Regions from separate parts of the Mus musculus genome. Here regions 1 and 3 are each linked to region 2. A link is a contact called in public HiChIP or PLAC-seq and promoter capture Hi-C data. All regions are on one chromosome and are shown on one strand. Each heading gives the region's core, a stretch centred on a gene start, on an enhancer-like site or on the middle of the called end of the contact. The rest is flanking DNA. Distances are from core to core; before and after follow the strand shown.

Region 1 (3,571 bases), core at 1,005-3,504, 180 kb after region 2:
TAGAAAACTATGGAGCAGAGGCCTGGGGTAAAGACAAGATGAGGGGTGTTGAAATGACAGAGTTAGGCAATGTTTCATATACACGTGTCTTCTGTATGTTACGGTGCTCTGACAGCCTGAAGCCTTTCTGCCACAGACAACACAGTGTTCTTCCAAGAATGTGCCTGTGGTATGCACTCTATCCAACTCAGAGCTTCTGATTTAGACCCATGTACCCTAGGAAATGCTATTTCTCTGCCTTAGTCTGTCCAAGGTCAGGGGCCAAGTGACTAGGGACCTATCTGTAGCCCAAAGCTCACAAAAAAGTACCCATAGAAAACAAGTCCTCCAAATCTATTCGCCATGGTCAGCCTGTCTTGTTTGATGAAGTTCCAGCAGAGGTTCTGGCTCCTGATCAACTGAGTCTTTCCATATGGCCCCACTCAGTATGCCCTGCCTCTTATCCCTAGGAACTGTGATCTTTCTTAAGTCTGTTCTATCCAACAGATCATTTAACTAAAACAAAACAAAACAAAACAAAACAAAACAAAACAAAACATAACCAAACCAAACCAAACCTCAAAGGAACCCAGGTCTCAACATAACCAGCACAGCATCCTTACCATTAGCAAGGAGCCCACAGGGCCTGCTAGCGATAAGACAGGCATAGTGGTAGTGGTATGTCTGTGGGGTTACACCGCATATGTGCTAAGTACCTGGGGGACCCAACAACCAGGAGTGACCTGGAGTCACCACACGGTTACAGCCAACCAGGGCTGCATGTGCTGGACTTCAGTCATAGCTGGTTCTGTGTGAGGCTGGCTTTGGATTTTCTTTTGTTTTGTGTTTCTAAGGACTGAACTCAGGGCAGTTCCTGTGCTAGGTAAGGCCTCTGCTATCCCCGAGTCCACTTTTCTGTTTATTTAGAGACAATGTTCTGCTAAGTTGCACAGGCTAGCTTTAAACTCTTTCTGCAGCCTAGTTAGGTTTAGAACTCACCACGTTCATCCACCCCCAACCTCTTCATTGGCTTGGATTATACGCCTATGCCATCAGACCAGGCTCCACCTATATAACCTCGGATGTCAGCGAGAAGCTGTGTTGGTATTACTGATTACTGAGGGGGATTGTGGAGGGTACTCAGGGACCCTTTCACACTACCGTTGTCCTGAGTTTTCTAGGATTACCAAGGAATGTAGATCAGTAGGCACAAACCTCACTGCTTGGAGGCAGAGCCGGGAACCCATCAGCTATGGGAAGAGAATAGCCACTATTCCTTTCTCAGTCCCAGGTTATGTTCAGTGCACTGACAAGCTTCCTGCTAAACATCCATTCTTTTCCTGTTGGAAAGCTAGGGGACTAGGCCACTATGGGCAACAGTGTACTTCCTAGTCTCTTAGGGCCTAAACTAGCGCCCTTTGGGATTCTGAGTGGGTGTTGGGGACGGGAATCTGCAGGGATTATTCTGTAAATCAGAGGTAAATTTCAGAGATACCATGTCCAAGAAGGGACGCGGAACCTTGTTGGATCCGGATGGTGGAGTTTCCCCAGGGACCGGGCCTTGTAGGAGAGTGGCAGAAGTGGGCGGAGGCACTCTATGCCAGCACTGAAAGGGTTACAAATTCAAACGCGAAAGGCGCGAAAACTATGGCCATCTTGCTTCATCTCCGCTACCCACAGGACCCTTGTCTTCAGTAAACCAGCGTTCTGCTGTGTCACAATCTCGAAAGGGTAACCAGTGTCCTTTGGGATCCCACCCCTCCACCTCTCCCAGCTCTTGGATCGCATGCCACCCCAGCCCGGAGCCCGGGTGTCCAGGGAGCCAGGGCGCCTCACCAAGTGCTGGCGCTCCAAAGTAGCCTCCTCACGCAGCTCTTTGCAGAGCACCAGCGAGAGGAGAGAGAAGGGACTCAGGGCTCCGGGTTTGGAGTATGGGGAGGATCCATGCATGGAGGGATGTCTAACTGGATGGAGGAAATCATGCATGGTGAGGGGATCACACAGGGAGTGCTCTGCAGGCTAGGACGGGAGATCATCGTGCGTGCACCGGCGCAGTGTTCGCCGCTTGCCTGCCTGCCGGAGGAGGAGGAGGCACAGCGGTGGTAGATGTGCCCCGCACACTGGGTTGGAGTAGGGTATTGGAGGGGTGAGCACTCGCGGGCTGCGCCTCACTCACGCGCGCTTTGCTCGGCCGCCTGCAGCAGGGCAGAGAGCCCCAGGAGCCCCGCGTGCATCTTCTGAGCTGCTGCTGCCTGTGCCCGCCCCTTCCCCTGCCCGGGACCGGGTTGGGGAGGCTTCCGGCTTGGGGCCCCAAGACAGGAGGCTTTTCTTCCCAGTCAGTTACCAAGTTGCTAGTAGGGTTGGGGTGAAGGCGGGGACAGGGGGCAGGAGGAACCGACAGGTTCTTAGGGGGCAGTCTCGCGGTCTGTGTCAGATTTGCATGCTGTCCCAGCCTCCTAACGGCTGTAAGACACAATGGGTTTGTTCTGAAGCGAAATGGGTTAGTCACTGGGTGGTCATAGTCAGCGGGTTTGCTCAAAACAGAGTCCACTTAACTACTAGTCAGAGTGGTGTATGTGTGTATGTGTATCATGGGAGGAGGAATTTGAAAAGCTGATTGGGACTTTTGAAAAATTTCAGTTGTGTGTCCAGAAAAGGGAAAGGAAACACGCCTAAAATGGCATCTGAGCCTTTAATAGCCGCTTTGCTTTCAGACCTTTCTCCCAGGTATCCTTGAGGGGTTAATCCAGATCCCCCAAAGCCAGAAGTAAACCTTCCCACGGAAAGTCTTTCTGGGAGATGGGAAAGCATCACCCTGACATTTGTTTCGATGTAGAGGTTACACAGGACTGTGGACGTGGGGACAAAGATTGTTCTGAATCGTCCATGCCCAGCGGAAAAATGTTTTATAACCCTTGAGCAGGCGTGGCAGGAAATTACTAAGTAGAGGTCAGGCCTACAGCGATTCTGCCCCATAGAATTCTTGCGAAGGAATAAGAATACACAAATTAGGACTGGAAATAAATGCTGTTCATGATTAGTGATGGGTGGGGAACATTTCAATACATTTCTCAACATTTTTAGCCTTAAAACATCCCACCACACTCCCCATCCAAATTCCTAGGTGTACGGTTTGAGAAATAAAAACATATTCTATATTTCATTTGTTAAAAACAGTCCAAGGCAGGCAAGGTGGGGGATCAGGACGTTGGCTGCCTCTCTGGTCTGTCTTGTGTGCTGTGTCCAGTGTGGAGGGACATGGCCCCCCAGGTTCAGAATCCTATAAATGGAGATCGCAGAAGGGTCAGCTGGAAGACACAACTGGGGATTCCAGCTGGGATATTCTATCTGATTCTATTCTATTTGATTGGCTGTGTGGCAAAGGTGGTTGGTTCATAATCACACCTCCTGTGCCACCAGCCTCCCTTCTCTCTACCTTTCTTTTCTTCACAGCACTTATCCAGTTACGTTTCCTCCTTGGCTAATGTGTTATCTTTTACCAGTCTGCTATGGCAGGAGGTGAGGTGCCTTCATTAGACTAATGACACTGTCTCTAGACCTGACTCAGGGGAGGCTCTTGTGAGACAGACTT
Region 2 (3,183 bases), core at 79-2,578:
GACTTTGCAAAATACAGTGTGTTGTACAAACTCTGCCTGGGGAGATGTGAACAGAAACATATTTATCTCCCAGACAGGCCACCAATCAGGCCCAAGTGATGAGAGGATACCACTCAAGTCCAGCTTGGAGGACCAATAGAATGACTGCCCTTGCTTAAAAGAAATGTGGGTAACCCCAAGTCAGCTACATCCCCAGAAAGTCTCAGTCTAGCATGGATGCTCCATATGGATGACATGTAGCTGCATAGACACATGTGTGGAGCTCTCATACACTCACTTAGCCCTCTGTGTATGCTAGCTACCACTTCCGAAGACCAGGAGACCATGTGCAGCCGGGGCAGAATTAAACAGGCTGGGAGCTAGACACCAGAGGGACAAGTGGAACTCTCAGGTACGGGTCCCATAACCCTTCCCACTGCTTCCTTCTTGTTGGTAATGTCAATGCTAGAACCTTGAGGTTCTCTTGTGAGTGGTCACAATCTCTCTGGTTAAAATAGCTGTTATGCTTGGAGGACAGCATCGCACAGCACGGTGCTTTATGACCGAAAAGCAAAATGCACAATTGCCCCTGCTTAGCTGGGGACAGAGAGAATGGGGTACAGTGCTGCTGGCTTCTAGCTACTTAAGCTATGTATTTTATACCCCACCCCACCCCTGGCCCTATTTAGATGATATTGCGCCACCACGCCCGGCTGATATTTCTCAAAGTAAATACAAGTGGGGCTTTTAAAGGTCTTCATAAAAGCGAAAATGTAAAGAGCTCCTGGGAAATGAGGCTGTCCTTTCAACTTGGCTTCCAACCCACTTCCGCAGTCATATAAATAGGAAGGCCTCTTCCTCGTTTCAATATCTTAAAAAGAAACCTTGATGTTACGTGTTGACCTAAGAGGAATGCCTTCCTCCTAGGGCAGACGGAAGGATATTCTTCAGGAATGCGAAGCTTGTGACAGGAATTATTGATACCTTTGGAATTTTTTCCCAAGTGACTCAGGGCTTCTTCAAACCATTACCTAGGAATTAGTCAGGGACTGCGTGTCGCCGTCCCCAACTGTTTTAAAGCAGAGCTGAGCACAGCGTAAGCGAGAAAGGCGCGAATGTGCCTTTGCGTGGTCTTCCCGCGCTGGGTGACTCTTGTTTTCCTGCACACTTTAATTAGAATGTTTCTACATTTGCCAAAGAAAATGTTGGAATGGAGACAAAACCGTGAAATTATAGGAACAGGGCTTGATGTAATAGCTTATTTGTGAAGGAAGCACAACTTGTTTGGTATTTTATTGAAGCAGGAAGTTCGGAGCCTCAGAACACACAAGCACAACAAATTCTCAGGTGCCGCTTGAGTCATCTGCTGTTGGCAGCGCCACTGGTAGCTTTCCCTGCGCTGACTTTTATCTTCTGGTTTGTTTTTTCTTTTTTGCAGAGTCACGAGGGTCAGGTGGGGTAGGAAATGACACAGAGCTTTAAAAAGATTGTGTAATTTTTTAAAAAAATGTACAGGTTGTGTACATTTTTTAAAGATAAGCTATGAGGATTAAACAGAGCAGGTCGGGCAGCCTCCCCTTAACCATATTGATACTTTTTTTGTACTTATCAACTTACAAAACAAGGAAACGTGAAATAAAATGAGAATCTGCCTGAAATGGTAACTGTCGCTCTGGGGAATCAGGGAATCGTATAGAGACAATCAAGATGAGAAGCGCTGTGGTTTGTTTCTCTGTTTTCTATTGGCTTTTGGCCACGGGAACTGAATGATAGACCCACAGCATTAAAAAGTTTGAGAAATATCTCGGGCTGACTGACACCGTTTTGTTTCATATGCAGAAATCATTGAGTTTCTGTCTTGTTTTTTGTTTCTGTCTGAAAACTCGGGTCTAGATGGTGCTTTGAGATGTGTAAAAATCTCCAGCCACCCTGGCACCACATGGTGGGTGTATTAAATACCTGTGAGTTTTCTGTCAAGTGACTGCTCCTGGTAGCACTTGAGTGAAGTGCTGGGATGGGATCCGATGGAGAGGAGGGAGGGAGGGCGGGGGGGCGGGGATAAGGGAAGGCAGGACCCAGGTCCTATCTGAATTGCTGTGTATCCTGCAGGATGTGAGGCTGGTGACCAGTTCACGGCTAGTAACCAAGCCTGTGTGGAGACAGGTGACAAGGCAGAGTCGTGCCTCAGGAAGGAGCATGCGCAGATCCCACAGATCAGGCATTAACTAACTGCCTAAGGGCTAAGAGCCAGCGCCAGCAGGGTGGGGCTTCATTCACTACCTGGCATGAGGGCACCTTCCTGGTGATACTTGAGAGATTATCTCTCTGCAGGTGAAATGAGCCAATTCAAAGCAAAGTAGGTTATATTAAATGCAGATTTATTGAGACTCTGCTCTCTCATAAAGATAGGTGAGTTCACTGGCCCCCAAGATCTAAGGCCAGGAAAGTCACTATGGAGAAACAGAGGGGGCGGAGCATACACACAGAGAGAGAAGTGGAGAAGAGAGAGGCACCAAATATCCTTTATCTATATAAGATATTATATGCTAATTAGGTATGCTAATTATGTATGCTAATTAGGGACTGAGGGATGCCAGGCAACCTTGGGGCCAGGTCTGCTTTGGTATGTAAAATATGCACCTCAGTCCCTTGTCAGAGTCCAAAACCTTTGTTCTTCATGTATATCCCATTATATATGAGGATCACTGCCTTTTGCTTTCTGTATGCCTGACTCTGCTTTTATTGGTCCTTTAAATGTGTCTTAGAAAACAGACACCATCAAATTCCACCCTGCTGCTAAATTTCCTCTTGTTGGCAGGTTCAAGGTCATGCCAGAGTATGTGGCATTTGAAGTGCTTTCTGACCCTGCTCTCTGCCAGTTACAGCTCTTCCCTTCTTTCTCCCTACCCACACTAGAGCCAGCCTGCCCTCCCACAAACCATAGCTTCTTAGTCTCTATCGTGAACCTTGCCCTGCCTGTCCCTCTGTACATGTGCATGCCTATCATACACACATGCATGCACATATCCCCTCAGCATGTGCATCTCCGTTGTACTGCTAGTCCCGAGTTGCGCTGGAGAAGAACCACTCCCACCATTTGAGGCCAGATTTGAAGCAAGCTTTATTAAATATTAAATACTGACCAAGAGATGGATGTCAGTCAGGACCACTCCCTGGAATTTCCCAGCTGGGAAATTAATAACC
Region 3 (3,588 bases), core at 482-2,981, 150 kb before region 2:
AGCACCTTTCTCCCCATCCTTCAGCCTGGAGCAGCCTGTGATCTGGATTCTGTAGGCAGTTCATTCCTTGATGTAGGATTTCAGGCAGATGGACTCTTCTCGCATGGACTGTTTGGCTTCCTCCACTTGAATGATAGTTTAGAGATTTCTTCATGTTTCATGCAGTAATAGTTTCCTTTGTCTAGCCAAGTAGTATCCATTGCATGTGCATACCACAGTGCATTTGCCAGTGGTGGAAATGTGAACGGTTTCCCATTTTTGGTTACTATGAATGAAGTTGTTATGGAGATTTGTGTTTGTGCCTTTCTGTGTTTTCATTTCTCGTGGTTTATCACCCAAACAAGGTGGCTGCATGGTTTTATGTTCCTCTAGCAGTGTGAGTGTTCTTTTGTTCCATGCCTTCACCCACACTTGGGATTTGTCCATCATCTGAATTTAGCAATTAAGAGTGGATACATAGCAGCCTTTCGTAAGTTCTAATTTACATACCATATAATTTTCTCAGTTAAACTATACAATTTACTGCTTTTAAACATACTCAAAGAGTTGTACAGCCATCTCCACAATTTTAAAGTATTTTGTACCTGGAGTTGAAGCCTGCACCCTTTAGCTCTCACTCCCACGTCTGAAGCCTCAGCAGCTGTTTATTCACTTCCTGCCTTTATAGTTTTCCAGTTCTGGGTATTTTTGTATAAATGCAGCTATATAGTTTGGCAATGCCTGAAGCTGCTTCTTAGCAAAATCTGTTCTGTTGTCCCTTTTATTTGCTTCCTTTTTCTGATCAAATAGTGCTTGATTGTATGAGAGTATATGCATGAGCACACAGGAACACACACAACACACGCACAAGCAAAATGCTTATTGGACTCACAATTCCAGGTTATAGCATCATGGCAGTCATGTCACTGCAGCAGGTGGATGAGAGAATTGGTTCTGTTCCATCCATGGTCAAGAGCAGGGAACATTGAATGTACATGTGTTAATAGTACTCAGCTCTGCTCCTCCCTGTTTTATGCAGTCCAGGATCTCTTTCTCAGTGAATGGTTTCATCCAAGGCAAGATATTCTTGCCTTACTCTAGACAGTCCTTTACAGACATGCCTAGGAGCCTGTCTCCTGGGTGCTGAGCTGTTAGTTCATAGTAACTATCACAGGGTAGAAGGTAGTCAGCCCATATATGTGTACCGTGTGCATACGGTGCCCACAGAGGCCAGAACAGTGCATCATCCCCGGAACTGTACAGTTACACTATAGATGATTATGAGTCACCCAGTGACTAATCCAGGTCTTTTGCAAGAGCAGCACTGCACTAACAGCCAGCCGTCTCTCCAGCCACAGGAAATTTGTCTTTAACCAGTCCCCCTCAGAGTACCCTGCTCCCACAGGCAACGTGTATGCATCTTTTGCTCACAAATGTTCTTTCTTTTTATACCACTGTACAAGCCAGTGGCTTCTGCTTGCAGTTCTGATAGGAAGTAGGTAGTTGGATCTTGTGTCCACCATGGATACAGTTCCTGTCACATAGAGCTTTTTCCCTTCCTCCTGTGCTGCCTGCCATCCCAATGTCCAAAGCTCTTGGCTTCTAGTTATCTCACATGGACATAAGAATTCCACCCTGGTGTTAGGAGAGTGGGTGTTTCTAGGCACCCATGTCCAGACATGCTCACCTGCTCCTCTCTCTTGTGCTCCCCACTCCCGCTGGGGAGGACCTGGAGTCCTTGACTTCTGCACCTCTGCTAGGCCTGGACTTCCTTTTGTTTGTTTGGTTGGTTACTTTCCAGTTCTGCAGGCAGCTCTTACCCACTCCTTGTTTTCATTAGTTTATGTCCCATTTGTTTTCTTTTACTGTTATTTTATTGGGATCTGGTGGACGAAGAGAAAATCGTGCACTTGTTCTGTCGTTTAACCCAGATGACAAAACCTGTTTTATTCCCTAAACATTGCTTAGTTATTATCTCAGGGCCCTGTTGTGCCTACTCTGTTACTGTCAATCTTCAGTGGTCCCTTGGGTACTCTCTTGCTCCTGAAACCTATTGTTTGGGTGACCTATTTGTGACACTTCCTTCAATACCTCTTTCCTTAGATAGAACCTGCAGGGGCAGGAGGTCAGCTCTTAAGCATAGCAAAATGTCCGCAGGGAGACCAGAACTCTGTGTGATGGTCTCTCATAACTGGGGTTGTCTGCCTGATCTTTCTCAAAGCATTGGTGGTATGTAGGAAAGTTACTTATTTGGTTTTTATGTTGATTTTGTATCTGTCACTTTGCTAACATGTTTATCAGGGCATTTATGCTGGAGGCTTTATGGTTCCTTAATAGATAATATCTTCTAGAAATAAGAACACTGACTTCTTCCTATGCTACTTGTATTCTTTTTATTTACCTCTCTTGTCTTATTGTTCTTTCTAAAAGTCCATTCCTCTTTTAAGGTAGGGTCTCATTACGTAACTCTGGCTGACCTGGAACTTGCTCTGTAGACCAGGTTGACTATGAACTCACTCTACCTCTGCCTGAGTGCTGGGATTAAAAGCGTGAAGCACCATGCCTGGATTTATAGTTTGTATTCTTTCACTTGAAATATATACATGCTCAAGTGGGACTGGTTTGTAGGAAGATGGAAGTGTCATTCCTTCCTAGTGGATTGTGAGTGTTGTGAACTATCTATAGACAGATGGCAGCAGCCACAACTGCCAGAGAGGCTTGCTGCAAACATTGTAATTTTGTAAATATTATTATTATTATTATTATTATTATTATTATTACAAGTCATTCCTGTAACTTCAGTAACTGTTTAGAGATGGTGAAGCTGAGGTAGGCTGTATATGTGGAGATTCTAAGGTGGACCATAAGGACAGGGAGATAGGCTGGTAGATGTGGAGACACTAAGGTGGGCCATAAGGGCTGGTAGGTGTAGAGACACTAAGGTGGGCCATAAGGACAGGGATGAGCTAGATCGACTGGGGAAGTAGTGAGTGAGATTAGATAGAAAGGATGGGCCTGTGTCCGTGAGGATCAACAGGATAGATTATAGCTACAGAGGGTCAGTTAAGAGGAGGAGGGTGTGGAGAAGAGAGGAAATGAGGTAGGAATGAGAGGAGAGACTGGGCTATGCACAGAATAATTATTATCGTACACTATCAAAGTCAAAGCAAGACCATGAAAACATATTTATGCAGGACGGAGAGATGGCTCAGAGCACTGGCTGTTCTTATAGGGGACCTGGGCTCAATTCCCAGTACCCACAAGGCTCTACTCATAGCTGTCTCAGGCCCTCTTCTGGTCTCTATGGATACAATGCAAACAAATGGTGCACAAAAAACCATGCAGACAAAACACTTGTACCCATAAGATGAAATAAAAATAAATGTAAAAAGACATTTGTGGAACTTGAAAAACAAAGACAGTGAAAATACTGTTAGAATTATCATATATGTCAGTCAATGTTTCTGCCCTGGAGGGATGGGTTTTGAGTCCCTCCCCTCCCTATGATGTCTCAGGTAGCAGCAGACTACTAATGAGAGAGGTGCTGCTTGTTGTTCTAGTTCATACTTTCAAACCCCATTTGTGAGGATGCAGTGTCCTAGAGAATTT

Evidence for each region. Promoter capture Hi-C pulls out the DNA fragments that hold promoters and counts their contacts. HiChIP or PLAC-seq counts read pairs in DNA pulled down with a chosen protein or histone mark.
Region 1: a promoter capture Hi-C map of the C10 cell line shows a contact between it and region 2. The contact joins the promoter of Xkr5 here to the enhancer-like site in region 2. A contact is called at or near these places in 4 of 39 promoter capture datasets (the C10 cell line, fetal liver, neutrophils and 1 more), 2 of 484 Hi-C or Micro-C datasets (the G1E-ER4 cell line and bone marrow-derived macrophages) and 2 of 115 datasets of contacts at active chromatin or transcription factors (bone marrow-derived macrophages and embryonic stem cells).
Region 3: a FOXA1 HiChIP or PLAC-seq map of pancreatic cancer cells shows a contact between it and region 2. The contact joins two enhancer-like sites. A contact is called at or near these places in 16 of 39 promoter capture datasets (the 3T3-L1 cell line, the C10 cell line, the HPC-7 cell line and 10 more), 2 of 15 datasets of contacts at CTCF or cohesin (both in the NIH/3T3 cell line), 72 of 484 Hi-C or Micro-C datasets (the AML12 cell line, the BV-2 cell line, the C2C12 cell line and 46 more), 8 of 115 datasets of contacts at active chromatin or transcription factors (the HPC-7 cell line, bone marrow-derived dendritic cells, bone marrow-derived macrophages and 5 more) and 3 of 9 other capture datasets (adipose tissue, liver and pancreatic islet).

What each region holds. Positions count from the first base shown.
Region 1 is chr8:18,948,721-18,952,291 of GRCm38.p6, forward strand. It overlaps Xkr5 (X-linked Kx blood group related 5), which reads right to left and starts at 2,255. Exons shown (of 7, transcript NM_001113350.2): 1 at 2,156-2,255; 2 at 1-22. The coding sequence starts at 2,213. Gm40464 (a long non-coding RNA gene) reads left to right here and starts at 1,547. Exons shown (of 3, transcript XR_870173.3): 1 at 1,547-1,710.
Region 2 is chr8:18,766,838-18,770,020 of GRCm38.p6, forward strand. All of the region lies in intron 12 of Mcph1 (microcephaly, primary autosomal recessive 1), which reads left to right. Among named protein-coding and RNA genes, the nearest start is that of Angpt2, 27 kb to the left of the region's middle. Within about 2 kb of position 1,329, at least 65 of the 459 cell types and tissues checked have an H3K27ac peak or open chromatin away from gene starts, as enhancers often do. A contact at or near this core is called in the C2C12 cell line, the G1E-ER4 cell line, a colorectal cancer cell line and 6 more, where this site is marked.
Region 3 is chr8:18,618,045-18,621,632 of GRCm38.p6, forward strand. The region is part of intron 3 of Mcph1 (microcephaly, primary autosomal recessive 1); the gene reads left to right. Among named protein-coding and RNA genes, the nearest start is that of Gm25763, 5.7 kb to the left of the region's middle. Within about 2 kb of position 1,732, at least 122 of the 459 cell types and tissues checked have an H3K27ac peak or open chromatin away from gene starts, as enhancers often do. A contact at or near this core is called in the C2C12 cell line, the G1E-ER4 cell line, a colorectal cancer cell line and 5 more, where this site is marked.